Regions from separate parts of the Mus musculus genome. Here regions 2 and 3 are each linked to region 1. A link is a contact called in public promoter capture Hi-C data. All regions are on one chromosome and are shown on one strand. Each heading gives the region's core, a stretch centred on a gene start, on an enhancer-like site or on the middle of the called end of the contact. The rest is flanking DNA. Distances are from core to core; before and after follow the strand shown.

Region 1 (5,002 bases), core at 1,853-4,352:
TAAACTGTCTTGTACAGCCCTTTGGTTCCTCCTTTGGTTCCTCTGCTCCCGGGTGCAGAATGGCTGCTAGGTCCCTGCAGCCTTGCCTACTCTCCTAGCCGTGTGCAGTTAATCCTTGACATGGCAACTGTCTGGTTAATGCATGGCCCATACAGGAAATGCAGTGTCCAGTTACACATGGAGAGTGGGCATGGGAGGCACAGGAAAGGGACAGTTACAAATTTCCCAAGGTGATGAAAGATGTTATTTAAAAAAAAAAAAAACCCAAACATTCCATTTTAACAAATGAAGACTCAGGAGCCAGAGGCTGCTGTGAAAGCCTTGCTAGATCAGAGAGGCAGAGAAAGCACCTGGCTGACCTTCCAACTCCTTCAAAGTCCCAGAAAGAAAAAGCTACTTCCTCCCTTCCTCCTCCTCTCCCTCCCCCTCCCCCTCCCCCTCCTCCTCTCCCTCCCCCTCCCCCTCCCCCTCCCCCTCCCCCTCCCCTCCCCCTCCCCCTCCCCCTCCCCTTCTTCTTCTTCTTCTTCTTCTTCTTCTTCTTCTTCTTCTTCTTCTTCTTCTTCTTCTTCTTCTTCTTCTTCTTCTCACTATCTTAAATACCCTTCAGCTCAAAGACCCTCCTTTCTCTTTCCTGAGTTTTTCTATTTTTACTCCCTGTCTGCTGGTTTCTTGCTCTACCTCTTAACCTATGGCTGACTTTATTTAGCTTTTGTTTACATAAAGTTCTTGGGTTAAAGGTGTGTGCAAGGACTGAACCACACCACAACAAGACTTTTCCAGTTGACAATGTGATCAAATATTCTAGAACAAATGGAGATAGACTTAAGGGACATTTATATCAATCCCAAAGGGAGAACTGGTTCATCTCTGGCTTTGTATGGGTATCATAAAGACCAAGCTGGAGGTGGAGGCAGGGAGGCTATGGGGACTTTGAACACACACACACATACACACACTAGTGTGTGATCCACAACAACAACCCCACTCCCACCCCTGTGCCACCTTGCACCAGCTTGGCCAGCTTCCCTCTCCTCCTACCTCCCATAAGCATCAAACCTTCATTCTAATATCCAAAATAACATACCCCATTATTGTCCCTTTGTGGCCAAGATAACGTCTCCTTAATATCCAGTCTCCAGTCTCTGAACTGTGGTATTCTCTTCATTATCATCTTTAAAGTCCAAGCCTGTGTCTCAGCTGTCTTTAGCACTTATCTCTGAGAGCTCTGGAACTATTTACTTTAAATTGTATAATTTTTCCTTCTGCCTCTCCTTCCACCCCTTGTCATCACAGGTATTCTGGTCTCCCTCAGCCCTGCATTATCTCTGGTGCTCCCTGGTGCTGGGTGGGGACCAATTAGAGACCTAGACAGAGACCCCATGCCATCCTATGGATTGGACTTTGTGACTATCTCCCTGGAAAATCCATGAGATCCTGTGACAGGGACTTATCTTTAAGTGGGGTTGCCCTTCTTATTGGCCCTGGACCCTATTAGTGCTTGGTAGGGCTAAGAGTACTTCAGAGAATGGTCCTAGGTGTATATATACACAGACAGCAGAGTGGACCTCACAGCCAGGGTGAAGGCATCTCTGGCTCTGTCCTTTGCAACCTGGAGACTCTGTGTCTCTTCTTAAGGATACCCTGGCTGGATTCTGAATAGAATGTGCAGTATTATCTCTTAGCCTCCTGTGGCCCCTGGTGGTCACCCAATCTCCTGATGTTTTCTCCCCAGATCTCTCAATTCCACGCACAGTGCATTACTTCATGGTGCATCATGGTGCTGGGTAGGGAAGGATTAGAGACCTAGATAGAAACCTCATGCCACCATCTCCCTCCTTAGTGGGAGAAACCCATGGAGTTTTGTGTGCATGAGTTCTGCTGAAACTTCCCTGTGTCCCTCATTCCCCTGAAAGTGACAGGTCATGTCACTCAACTTTAGTAACAGAAAGGTAGTGGACCATACACCAGGGCTCAGATCTCTTGAGAAAATGCCAGACATAGTGTGATGGTTTGTATATACTTAGGTTGGAGAATGGCACTATTAAGAGGTGTGGCCTTGTTGGAGTAGGTGTGGTTTTGTTGGAGTAGATGTGTCATCGTGGGCATGGGCTTTAAAACCCTCATCCTAGCTGCCTGGAAGTCAGTCCTCTCCTAGCTGCCTTTGGAACAAGATGTAGAACTCTCAGCTCTTCCTGGACCATGCCTGCCTGGATACTGTCATGCTCCCACCCTGATGATAATGGACTGAACCTCTGAACCTGTAAGCCAGCCCCAATAAAATGTTGTCCATATAAGACAACAATGTTGCCTTGGTCATGGTGTCTGTTCACAGCAATAAAACCCAAACTAAGACACATAGTGAGGTTGCACTGCACATCTCTGCAATATAAGGACCTTGAAGGTTCCATTCCTAGGGTCCCCTGTTATTGCAAATGAAGACAGACAACTAGCAACTCCATTCTGCCTTCAAAGGCCTTCTATCTGAGGAGCCCAGGAATTTTAGGCTTCTGAAGAATTGCATGCCTACCTCACACACTGTAATTCCCGGGAGCTTGCTGTGTGCTCTCATGTTTCAGAGATTCCCTGGTCTGTAGATTCTGAGTATCCTGTCCTTGTAGTGGGTAGACAGGCTGTAACACTGTCGTTTTGACTGTGGTCAATGGTCTGCTAAGATGCTAGGCTCTCTCTGCAATTACTTTTGCTACCAGTTAAATTGGGCTGTGCCATAGGCAGAATAAGCCCCTAGTAGCTTCCAGATCAAGGACTGAGGATGGATAGGGGACAAGACAAAGGAAGGCTTTTCTAGATGGAAGAGGGCTGTATGTGCGTGTGTGTGTGTGTGTGTGTGTGTGTGTGTGTGTGTGTGTGTGTGTGTTTCCAGACTTGAGCGTTCAAACCAGTTTTTGCTGCATGTATTTTAAATTTAGAAGCTAATACAAAGGGGCAATCTGTTGGACTGGCTCAGCTGTACAAGTCGCTGGAAAATACAGCATAATTTTCAGATGCATTTCTTGTGAAATTAGTCACCCAACAGATGGTCCATGGAGCAGCTGGATTCTTGCACAAGACAACAGCCCAAAGAAGTCTTGCATAATTTGCCCTTGCTATTCTAGGGATGTGTCCTGCCTTGAGGAAGGCCTGGATCCTCCCCTATCTAATCTCCATGCTCGACTGGCACCTGCCAGCTTTTTAGCTGCCACCATTTGTGGCCTGGTGGGGCAGGAGTGCCAACTGCCAAAGTGAGCAAGGCTGGCTTGGAGTAAGAGGAATGATCCCTCAGGCAATCCTTGTGGCTCCCATTTGAGTTTGATTTCAATAACCAGAATGTTTGATTGAGTCTGTCTTCGAGGCTTCACATTCCACAAGACTTGGGTGTCAAGCTGCTGGATGCAAAAGAAAAGAGGAACAGAGTTTGACAGAGAGATCTCATGAAGTGGTGTCCCCGTGTCCCTGATCAGAAGGAGATGGCTCAGGGCCACCCAGAAGGAACAAGAGCCCAGAACCATAGCCCTGGTGACTCTGATGAACAACTCCAAAAGGATCATTGAATTTTGGGATTCTGTCCCCAGCCACAGCATGGGGAGAGCCACAGAGCTTTTGACCTGGATTTTGGAAGATCGGGGTTTCTTTCTGTAGCACTTTGCTGTGTGAACAGAGATCTACACACCTGACATAAGGCTCTAACAATGGACCGAAGAGAGGGCTCCAAGCCTAGCATAGGTTCACCCACAGGCATATGGGATGGCTCCCAAATAGCCACATCAACGACAAATCTCATAGCAGTGTGGACGATGATGCCGCCCCCATACTTGCTTAGACATACCCCCCATCCAGTAAGCCTTCTATCTTCTAGCACCTTCTTAGACCACTTCCAGCTGGGAGCAGGGCTGAAGGAAGACATGGCTGGGATCTCAGGTGATGGTCTAACAAGTTTCCTTGTCCCTTTCTTCCATGAAGGAGAGCCATCAGAACAGACCTTTGGGGTCTCTCTCAGGGGGACACAGGTGCTGGTGATGATGTTGTCCCCTAAGATGGAGGACAGAGGGTGTGGGGACACTCTCAGATCGTGGGAAACCTCAAGAGTCAAGTGTTGTTTGCTAGGGCCATGGTAAGCTTCAGAGTAATCATAGGAAGGAGGCGTCCTGGTTGGTGGAGGATGGATCCAAGTTCCTGGGAAAGAGGGGGTGAGGTGAGTTTTTATCTTAAAACACCACAGAAGGGTTCTACAAAGACAGGTTGGCCTTAGGGTACTGGAGTGATCCAAAGAGCTACCCCACAAGTTTTTCTGCCCAGTGTGGAAGGCTGCCTGGAAACTCACTGAACAGGACTTGAGGATGTATAACCACCCTGTAGCCGCTGGAACAAAGTACCTTGGACAGCGCAGCATAAATCATGGAAAACATCCTCTCGAAGTCCAGGAGACCACGAGCTCACGACAGATATCACTAGGCCAGATGGTTGGACTGAGGGTCCTCTGGGGGCTCTGGGATGATTCGCTCCCTGCCTTTTCTGATGGCTGCCTGCACTCCTTGGCTCGTGGCGCTTCTCTAGCCTTTGATGTCAGCGCCTACGGTTCTTTCTCCACTCTGTCCTCATGTGACCTCCTGTTCTTGCTGTGTTAACTGTCCCTCTGATGCTCTGCTATGAAGGCACCTGTGATTACATTTAGGACCACCCTAGATTTCATCACACCAGCTCTTTTCTACATAAGAGCCCTCTCAAGGTCATCGTGCATTCTCCGCCCTGTGTTTGGATAGCTTTGGAGCAGGACGTTCTGCCTCAAACTGCAAGGCTTAATGGCCTTACTGACTGATTTATCTCTTCAACTGTATCCTTCAAGCTCTCATAAAAAAGGTGTTGGGAAACCATATCATTTAAGAGGGGTTTTTCCCCCTTTAGTATGGCTTTTACAAAATATTTTTAAGTCCTGATTGCTTATTCTTTTTAGCAGAACTGAAATTCTGGTGTAAAAACTCTGATGGCACCCACTTCTTACATAGTT
Region 2 (5,002 bases), core at 1,769-4,268, 230 kb before region 1:
TGTATGAGTGTCTATGTGTTTGTATATGTGTGAGTATATGTGTGTAAATGTGTATGAGCATGCGTGTGTGTGACTGTGAGTGTGTCAGTATTAGTGTGGAGTGTGCATATGTGTAAATGTGTGTGTGAGTGTGCATATGTATGTTTGACTGAGTGTGTGAGATAAGTGAGGTGTGTGTGTGTGTGATATGTGCATGTGTGTGTGTGTGTGTTTGGGGGGTTGGAGTACTCAGTGATTAAGAATACTTGCTGCTCTTCCAACAGATCGGAGTTCAGTTTCTAGCACCCATGCCAAGTGGCTCCAAACTGCCAACTCTAGCTCCAGGGGGTGTGGGGTGGGGAAATCCTACGCCCCCTTCTGGCGTCTGTGGGTAACTGCACTCATGTCTACATATCCACACATAGTCACAGACACATACATAAAAATAAATCATAAAATAAAAAGTACTGAGGGAGCTCCAGTGGATAGAAGAAGTTGAGAAGGGACTGGAAGTTGGGAACACAGCCATCTGTGTATTAAAGACACAGCACACCAAGTGTTGGGGGAGGGGGTCAGCTTACGCAAACCTACTCCTTAAAGATAAAGACAGGATGCTGATTGGATAGAGATTTCCAGCCACTGTGGGATTAAGTCACCGGGGGCAGGGTGCATATGTCCTACTTAGCTAAGAGACAACTGTTGACTGAGTACGCTTGTGCTCATGTCTGCCCTCCTAGGTTGACGAAGATGAGCCTCTGTTCCTCAGCTTGATCAACGACCTGTTTCCGGGGTTACAACTGGACAGCAGTACTTACGCGGAACTGCAATCCGCGGTGGACAACCAGGTTAACCTAGAAGGTCTGATAAACCACCCACCCTGGAACCTCAAATTAGTGCAGGTAAGGGCATCGGAAACCCACAGCGAGTGCCCATCAGCGGTCACGGCGTAGCCCACCCCACGATACTTACCAGATGTGAATGTTGAAACTGAGTTTAGATGCCAGGCCTCCACCATCATACGGCGAATCCTCAGGGTTGCGTTTGTCTTAGGAAAGAGTGCATTGCCCTGTCGTGCGGCAATCAGGCAGTCATTTAGTCGAGCTGTTACTTCACCCTCCTGAGAAGGTTGACGGTTACTGGAATGGGAGATAGTTGGGATGGGGAGGCACGGCCCAGCAGGCCTCTTGCTGTGGGCCTGGCAGTACTACCTGCTGCAGACGCTTCAAGGGGACACACCCTAGAGCATGAGGAACCTAGGTCTGCTCCTTTGCTTGTGTGTGTGTGTGTGTGTGTGTGTGTGTGTGTGTACATGAGGTGTGCAGGTGTGTGTATGAGCATCTGTTGGCATAATTGCTTTGTCATTTTCTTGGGTTATTAGAAGTCTACCTCCCTTCCGACCCTTATTCCTCCCCGATCCCTTCCAGCCCCCAACACTAAGGAGGAGAAAGAGAAGGTCAGAGGGGCGAGGGGGCACAGACCTCTTTAGACTACTTCCTGCAGATGAGAGGGGCATTGTGTTCCTTGGGGCCAGGCTGATCGTCACAGTCAGGAGAGCTCCAGCTTCTTGTTAAACCATCACAAGAGCAAGCAGGAGCAGCAGGAGGCTGCAGGAAGCAGCAGTTGTCTTCTTCCTCCTCCTCTTCTTCCTCCTCCTCCTCTTCTTCCGTCTTCCTCCCTCTCCTCCTCCTTATTCTTCCTGCCTCTCTTAGGGCTCAGGCATGTATGCCCTCCTCAGAGTTCCCAGAATGAAACTATCTGCAGCTGGCAAAAACCATGCCACTGCCCTTGCCCCGATCCGAGGACGAGACAATCATAGTTAACAGCTGTAGACAGATTGAAGCAGGCCCATACCCCACACCTGGGACTAAAACAAAAACATTTACACATAAGGTCACTGGGTGGTTAAAGAAACCAAAACTCTCCCTACAAGTGTGTGTGTGTGTGTGTGTGTGTGTGTGTGTGTGTGTGTGTGTGTGCATGGATGTGCATATGTGTGAGTGTGAACATGTGTTATGGCTCAACTACATTAGATCTTTAGCCCAGGCTGGCCTAGAACTTCCTATATAGTCGAGGATGGCCCTGACCTGTTGACTGCCCCCCCCCCCTGCTTTTGTCTCTGGAGTGCTGGGATTATAGGAGTGTGCCCCCTTACACGGTGCATCAGAAGCCGAGGGCATCACGTACTCTAGGCAAGCCCCTCCTGATTGAGCTATTTCCACAGCCCACTCCCTGCTGTGTTCTTAGTATGCCTCCTTAAATCCTCTCTCCCACTCCCACGTACCCATGTATGCTTCTTGTTCTCGGAGCAAACGGAAGACTGAAGGCACTTTGTGTGTGGGCGCAGGGGCAGGCATTTCCCGAGCACTTATTGCTCCCAAGTACTATCCCCTCAAGGAAGGATGGCTGGGCGAGGGGATAGGAAGGCCAGGTTCCTCTGCTTCTAGGTGGAGAGTCCCTGGTGGGGTCATGCTTGTCTGCCTGCTGCAGCTGTCCTCCGTTGCACCTTACCCCAGTCTTCCCATCCCTGGGACTGTAATATCCACACCCTTCTTTGTATCTTCCGAGGGCTCTCCCCAAGTAAATCACTTCCACATGCAAAAATCTTTATTCAAGCTGTGCCTCTGGAGACCCAGAGGCAGGCTCAGGGGCACCCTAGATCTTTACCGAGATGCTGTGCGCTGCTGCTTTCCACCACTGGGGGGCGACATCACCACACAGCACACGCACCCACCCACCCATGTCACATGAGGCAGAAAGCAGATCCTGAATTAATTATTTGCAAAATGTAATTCAAGCCCCACGACATCATTACTTTATCACCTATGTTGTTTTTCAACGCCACACTAGTTTTGCTTCCCAAATCCAGTGAAACAAAGGACACTTAGATATTATTTAAAGCCTTTAAAATTTCAGCTAGCACGCAGAAACATCAGCCGGAGACTAATAACCTACGTTTCCCAATGTGTCATTTGATGGTGTAGTTATATGAGACCTCTCTGGTACGGCATGGCCTGATGACCCTCGGGCCCAGCGGTTCTGGGAAGACGACGGTCATAACAATTCTGATGAAATCATTAACGGAGTGTGGGAGGCCTCACAGAGAGATGCGAATGAATCCAAAGGCGATTACCGCGCCTCAGATGTTCGGCAGGCTGGATACAGCCACCAACGACTGGACAGATGGGATCTTTTCCACTCTGTGGAGGAAGACATTAAAAGCTAAAAAGGGTAGGCACGGGCCTCCCTCCGAGTTCACTCTTTCCCTGCGAGCTTATTAGAACGGACCTTGCATTTGCTCAGTTTCCCGTTTTCATTAGTTGCAGAAGGAAAAACCGATCTATCTTCCCCTACTTCCCGTCCTCATTTGCAGGTGAGAACATCTTCCTCATCCTAGACGGCCCCGTGGATGCCATCTGGATTGAGAACTTAAACTCCGTGTTGGACGATAACAAGACGCTCACCCTGGCTAACGGGGACCGCATCCCCATGGCCCCTACCTGTAAGCTGCTGTTTGAGGTGCACAACATTGAGAACGCCTCTCCTGCCACGGTGTCAAGGATGGGCATGGTATACATCAGCAGCTCGGCTCTCAGCTGGAGGCCGATATTACAGGTGGGGACCGGAAACAGGCCAGGGTCTACAGGTCTCTGCTCTTCTCATTTTTGCTTACGTGTGTACACGCGTGTGCAGATAGCCCAGTGTACGGGTACATGGGGATGCCATTGGATAACCTTGGGTGTTTTTCTTTAAGCCACCTTACCATCCACACTTCTTTTACTTTGTCTATAGTGTCTCTCAATGGCCTGGAACCTGTCAAGGAGGCTAGGCTGACTACCCAGGGGGTCCCAAGGACCTGCTTGTCCCCTCCCCCTCCCCAAACCCCATCGCTGGTATCATGAGCACATGCCAGCATATCCGGCTTTTTTTTTTTTTTTTTTTTTTTTTTGATGTGAGTTCGGGGAATCAACCCCACGTCTCCGAGCTCGCAAGACAAGCAAGCACTTGATCTACAGAGTCGCACTGGCAGCTCTACACTTTCCTAGTGCTTAGATGTTGTCCTTTGACCTCAGGCATGGTTGAAGAAGCGCAGCCAGCAGGAAGCCTCCGTCTTCCTGAGTCTGTATGATAAGGTGTTTGAAGACGCATACACGTACATGAAACTAAGCCTCAACCCCAAGATGCAGCTCCTGGAGTGTAATTACATCATGCAGGTGAGACTCCGCTCTGCTTTGTACCCACCCTTCTGAAAACACCTGAAGCTTTCCGCTCGGCTGCCTCACGGGGCACCTAGTATAGGAAGTCCTACAGCCTAGGAGCTCTTTTTAAGTGGCTTGGGGGGTGAGGGCTCTGAGATTTGAATCCCTAGAGAAAGAGGGATGAATCCGCACACTAGTAATCTAACTTTGGAGCCAGGAGCCACAGAGGAGGCCTTTTAGTTTTTAGATGGGGAAAGCAGACCCAGCCACAGGAGCTGGGGTAGAACCCACACTTGTGGCTTCCCAACTCATTCCTCACTTCCGTTGGTCACACAGCCCGACCGAAGCTTTATCTGTCCTCTAACACTGGGGACCGCAAGGACACTCATCAGGCTATGTCTTGAGATATTATTTCTGTTTTCTTTTCTCTTCCCCCTCTTGCTTTCCATTTTCTCCTTTCAAAAATGTCAGCCTGCGCATTTTTAAAATTGAGACTAAAAAAAAAAAAATGGATCTTATCTGAAATCTCTTCCAGTCTCTCAATCTCCTGGAAGGTTTAATCCCTTCCAAAGAAGAAGGTGGCGTCTCGTCGGGGGACCACCTCCACAAGCTGTTTGTGTTTGGTCTGATGTGGAGCCTGGGAGCCCTTTTGGAACTGGATAGCAGGGAAAAACTGGAAGTCTTCCTCCGAGGTCACGGGAGCAAGCTGAACCTGCCGGAGATACCCAAGGGCTCCCAGCAGACTATGTATGAGTTTTACGTTACCGACTACGGTAAGTGCGGCTAAGTACGGTTCAAACAAAGCGACCTGAAAATACAAATGGCCA
Region 3 (5,002 bases), core at 986-3,485, 150 kb before region 1:
ATAGATTCTAATAGCTTAGAGGGTAGATTTCTGTCCAGCTCTAGTACTGATTAAGGCTTATTATAATAATAAAAATTGCACGTCTTTTATCCAGAAACTGAATGATCAAAACCGGGGTAGAAGCCCGGGAATGAGATTAAATAATTTTCTCCAACAGTAACACATCCTGAAGAAAGTGAGCCTGGGTCCAACACACCCGGAAGGAAGTGAGCCTGGGGCCCTGCTGCTTATGGAGCTTGCCCTTGTAACTTTTAATTTTTTTCAAACCTTATTTTAAATCATGGTTCTTAAATGCTTTAACCTCGCTGGTAGTCCACCACCCACCAGAGGTAGTGGGAAAGAAAAGATGCGGGGGCGGGGAGAGTGGACTCTGTAAACGGATCAACAGCAGCAGCAGCAGGTCAATCCACTCGCAAACTCTTGTTGGACACAACAACAGCCCAGTACGGTAGAGTCGGGATAGCAAACAGGAATCAACAGCAGTGGCACTACCTAGCAGAGACAACCAGGTCTCAGCCAGGAGAAGTTCTAGGCTGTGCCTCTCTCTCAGCGAAGCGATCCACAAAGATGCGAGACCCACAAGCGTTACACACCTAACTGTACCAGCAAGCCTAGCTTTCTCTGGTCACTGGCTTGTCAAGTCCTTTTTATATTCCCTTCAAACATCATGCACGTGTCCTCCATGTGTGTTGCCTCAGCACAAGTCTTGCCTCAGTACGTGAGTCTGTTTCAGCTGACATCACTCTGCCAATCAGCCCGAGTCAGCAAAAGTGGCAAGAAACTGCAGCACGCCACCATAAGGTTTTTTGGTGTATTTCTCTCTGTGGAGTCCTGACCAATACATGCATGTTTGTTAGCAAAGAATCCTTCATCATGTGTCCTTTCATGTGCTTGCTTTAGTAGAACATCCTCTCTCCTGCATCTGCTTCAGCCAAACGTTCCTTAGTCTTAGTCTTTCTCCTGTGTCCACTTCAGGAAAACATTCTTTCACATCCAACACAGCTGACTTTCCAAAGAACCCTTACGTTTCCGCTTCGGACCCTCTACTGCAGTAGGACCTCCTGCCTGCTGTCTTCTCTACAGACTTTGTATTTCTGTGTTTTCTGCACGCCTTCACCAAACTCGAAGTCCTCTCACCTGGTTTTACAGAGCAGCCTCATTTTCCTTGTGAACCAGAAGCCTGGGGTTGGGCCTCTGGTTGTTGGTTTTGTTTGTTTGTTTGTTTGTTCGTTTTCTGTCACATTGTCTTATTTTCTCGACTAGGTGGGAACTTCTTGAGAGCACATGTATTCTCTATATTCTAGTGTGTTTCTATTGTACTAACAAGACTTTATCCCAGGGCTTCCAAAATACTGCTTGTTCTGAAGAGATCCAGTGTTGTAAATAGCCCCAACATCTACACCCAAGATTGAAGCTCCCAGGCCCTCCCTGCTTGGTATTTTACTTTATTTTCTTTTTTAGTCGTGAATGCCACTGCTTGTTCTTTATTTTATTTGTTTATTCAAAAGATTTTATTTATGTTATGTATGTGAGTACACCCTAGCTGTCTTCAGACACACCAGAAGAGGTCATCAGGTCCCATTATACAGATGGCTGTGAGCCACCATGTGGCTGCTGGCATTTGAACTCAGGACCTCAGGAAGCGCTTCTTAACCACTCTTAACCACTGAGCCATCTCTCCAGCCCTCTTTGTTTTATTTTATTTTAAATTTTGGTTCTTCTCTTTTTTGAGGTTCTTAAATTACATTGTTGTTTATTTATGGGGGTGGTGGTGGCTAGTGACATGGCTCATGGGTGGTTGGAGAACAGCTTTGGGGAGTTAGTTCCACTCCCAACCCCCCACGAGTGGTTTGTCTCTCAGGCATCAATTTAGCCCATTGAGGCTTTTGAGAGGATGTCCATCCGCCGAGCTGTCTCTGTCTCTCGGAGCCTGATTCTCCTTTTCCTTTATTGTCATTTAGAGAGATCAGCGGGTGGGTGGATACTTGTACATCAGATGAGCACAAGAACTCGAAATGATTTTGTATGAACGGGAAAAAAAAGCATCCACTGAGATTTTGTCTTCTTTAAAAAATATACCCCTCCCCCACCCCCAACTCTTCTGCTTTTGCGGTCAGTGAGCCAACCCAGAATGCTTTAAATAAGAATGGATCTGAAGGCGACAGGCACTGAGGCAGCTTTTAGCACTGGGGCAGTTTCTGAAGCTCTCCTTCTAAGGAATGGCTGGGCTGCCATCGCTGTGAGCATATTAATGGAAGTGTTTCCATGGAGCCAGATCGAGTATCTCCAGCAATTGCATAGCAAGGATTACACCCCATTCACCTCCCCCCATCTAATTGAACCCTAAATTTCAAAAATTAAGTCAAATGCTTAGGTAAAACTCACTGTAGATCCTGATTTTATTTTATTTGTGGTTTGTAAAAACGAGTAATAGGTTCCATTTCACTAAGTGACTTAGACTCTGCAGTTTGAGGATTACATGGTAGAAGAAACCACGGTGACTATTTTCATGTGAATATGTGAAAGGCTCTACCCAACCCTGACTGCTGGAACAACCTAAAAGAGGCTTACCTCAATGTCTCCGAGGTCTACTCAGCAACTTCAAAGCTCCAAGTTAGCCTTGGAATCAACCTCACTGAGGGTGGGGGTGGGGGTGGGGGTGGGCGTGGGGGTGTAGGTGTGAGGGTGGGTGTGGGTGTGGGGGGTGGGGGGGATGGGGGTGTGGGTGGGGGTGGGGGTGGGGGTGGGGTTCCTTCGTTAGGATAGTGATGACCAGCGTGGCTTAGACAACTGCAAATCTTTTTACCACATGAAGACAAAGTTGGAAGACCGTCCTTCACTGCCAAGCTTCCAAATCTGGTTAGAGGACCAAATATTTTAACAGGAGGCAAGAAGATAAACAAACCAAATATCTTGGTTAGTTTTGCTGTCAAGTTGACACACCTGGGAAGAGGAAACCTCAACAGAAGAGTTGTCTCCATCGGATTGGCCTTTGGTGTGCCTGTTGGGCATTCTCTTGATTGCTGATCGGTGTAGGTTCCACTACGGGCAGAACCATTCTTAGGCAGGTGGACCTAGGTTGTATAAGAAAGTTAGCTGAGAGGGAGCCGGGAAGCAAGCCAGTAAGAAGCAGCCCTCCATGGTCTCTGCTGCAGTTTCTGCCTCAAGGTTCCAGCCTCCCCCAGGTTCCTGCTATGGCTCTCCTTGGTGATGTACTGTAATCTGCAAGCCAAATAAACCCTTTCCTCCCTCAGGTTGGTCATGGTGTTTATTACAGCAACAGAAGCCAGATTAGGAAACATAAATGCAGAGTCTGGAAAGCCATCAGGAGATGCACACAGGACAAGGAACAACAGCCTGCCCTCTCTCAACACCACACCCTCCATCCCATCACATCCTCCATAGACAGGGTAGAACATGGTGCTTGGAAACTCTCACTTGTGCATATCTTCCTAGTGTAAGTGGCAGGAAGAACTTTTTAAACTCAGTTCACATTCCTAGCACTGTCTACTCAGCTTTTTTTTTTTTCAGTCTTTCTAATTAGCATACAAAGCACTGGGCTTCCTTATGGCATTCTTCAAATGGATTTTGGGTGGAGTCTCTGTGATGGTTTGTATATGCTTGGTCCAGCAAGTGGCACTATTACAAAATGTGGCCTTGTTGGAGTAGCTGTGTCTCTGTGGGCATAGGCTTTAAGATCCTCAACCTAGCTGCCTGGAAGCCAGCCTTCTACTATCAGCCTTCAGATGAAGATGTAGAACTCAGCTACACCTGTACCATGCCTGTCTGGATGCTGCCATGCTCCCACCTTGATGATTATGGGCTAAATCTCTGAACTTGTAAAACAGCCCCAATTAAATGTTGTCCTTATAAGAGTTGCCTTGGTCATGGTGTCTGTTCACAGCAGTAAAACCTTAACTAAGGCAGTCTCCCTACTTAACTACTTCCCCAGCTCCCTGCCCCTCCTCTTCAGTTGTGTGTATGTGGCATTTTCCACTGTCCACCCATCTGCTAATGGGCATCTATGCTGGCTCCATTTACTAGCTATTCTGAGGAGAGCAGCAATAACTATGGATACACAGGTACCTCTGTGGTAAGATAGAGAATCCTTTAGGTGGTGCTGTTATGGCTGCGTCAGATGGTAGTTCTATTTGTAATTGTTTTTAAGGACCCTCCAAACTGGTTTTCATAATGGCTTCACTAATTTGCACTGGCAATGGCAGCAAGCACGAGTTCCTTCCCCAACCCTCACTAGCTTTTGCTGTTTATTTTCTTGAAGGTTCAATCGATTGATCAATCGCCACTCTGACCTGGGGTTGGGGTGGGTGGGTGATGAAATGAATCTCAATGTCATTTTAATTTGTATCACACTGGCAGCTAGAGGTGCCAAACACTTGTAAAATATTAGCCATTTGTGTTTCTCCTTTTGAGACCTATTTTAACAGTTCCATTTATTAACTGGCAGGAAGTAGGTTTTTTTTTTTGTGCTTAACTTTTTGCAATTCTTTATATATTCTATATACTAACCCCTGTCTTAAGTTGAGCTGGCAAAAGCTTCCTCCATTCTACAGGCCGTCTGTTCATCTTGCCAATGGTTTCCCTTTGCTCTGTAGAAACTCTTTTTCTTGGGCTCGTTGTCCTTTTTTAGTCAATTGGTTAAGCAGTGGGGATAAGAGTCACATTAACATTTGACAACCTAACCCAAGAGGTGCAGGTCAAGATGTACTAGAAGCGCCTTCATTTTTGAGAGGGCTTTAAACTTCATCCTTTGTTTTCTGCCCTTCACTGTATTGCGACAGGGTTGGAACAACAGGATCCAAATTAAAGCTAATGGTTTTGTTAATATTTTAAAAGCATACCTTGAAATTCAGTGATTAAAACCGTCTTTCTTTCATAGACATCCTTTTATGACTTGTCCATGGTTTTATCCTAGCTCATAGATTTCTTTAAAAGGTGGGACTGTGAAGGAGGTGAGGTTTGGAATGGCAGCAGTAAGAAGAAA

Evidence for each region. Promoter capture Hi-C pulls out the DNA fragments that hold promoters and counts their contacts.
Region 2: a promoter capture Hi-C map of hippocampal neurons shows a contact between it and region 1, with 3 times the contacts expected there. The contact joins two enhancer-like sites. A contact is called at or near these places in 7 of 39 promoter capture datasets (cranial neural crest, embryonic stem cells, frontonasal cranial neural crest and 4 more), 1 of 15 datasets of contacts at CTCF or cohesin (large pre-B cells), 12 of 484 Hi-C or Micro-C datasets (CD8 T cells, cerebellar granule neurons, cochlea and 6 more), 2 of 115 datasets of contacts at active chromatin or transcription factors (differentiating embryonic stem cells and embryonic hindbrain) and 3 of 9 other capture datasets (adipose tissue, liver and pancreatic islet).
Region 3: a promoter capture Hi-C map of hippocampal neurons shows a contact between it and region 1, with 2.1 times the contacts expected there. The contact joins two enhancer-like sites. A contact is called at or near these places in 9 of 39 promoter capture datasets (the 3T3-L1 cell line, 3T3-L1-derived adipocytes, cranial neural crest and 5 more), 1 of 15 datasets of contacts at CTCF or cohesin (large pre-B cells), 9 of 484 Hi-C or Micro-C datasets (the G1E-ER4 cell line, the HL-1 cell line, cardiomyocytes and 4 more), 2 of 115 datasets of contacts at active chromatin or transcription factors (acute myeloid leukemia and embryonic stem cells) and 1 of 9 other capture datasets (pancreatic islet).

Annotation. Positions count from the first base shown.
Region 1 is chr17:30,974,374-30,979,375 of GRCm38.p6, forward strand. The region is part of intron 6 of Umodl1 (uromodulin-like 1); the gene reads left to right. Among named protein-coding and RNA genes, the nearest start is that of Umodl1, 22 kb to the left of the region's middle. Within about 2 kb of position 3,103, at least 11 of the 459 cell types and tissues checked have an H3K27ac peak or open chromatin away from gene starts, as enhancers often do. A contact at or near this core is called in hippocampal neurons, where this site is marked.
Region 2 is chr17:30,743,798-30,748,799 of GRCm38.p6, forward strand. Dnah8 (dynein, axonemal, heavy chain 8) reads left to right here. Exons shown (of 93, transcript NM_013811.3): 49 at 717-878; 50 at 2,961-3,207; 51 at 3,350-3,591; 52 at 4,050-4,190; 53 at 4,711-4,948. Among named protein-coding and RNA genes, the nearest start is that of Gm24661, 36 kb to the right of the region's middle. Within about 2 kb of position 3,019, at least 10 of the 459 cell types and tissues checked have an H3K27ac peak or open chromatin away from gene starts, as enhancers often do. A contact at or near this core is called in hippocampal neurons, where this site is marked.
Region 3 is chr17:30,823,911-30,828,912 of GRCm38.p6, forward strand. All of the region lies in intron 85 of Dnah8 (dynein, axonemal, heavy chain 8), which reads left to right. Among named protein-coding and RNA genes, the nearest start is that of Gm41561, 32 kb to the right of the region's middle. Within about 2 kb of position 2,236, at least 14 of the 459 cell types and tissues checked have an H3K27ac peak or open chromatin away from gene starts, as enhancers often do. A contact at or near this core is called in hippocampal neurons, where this site is marked.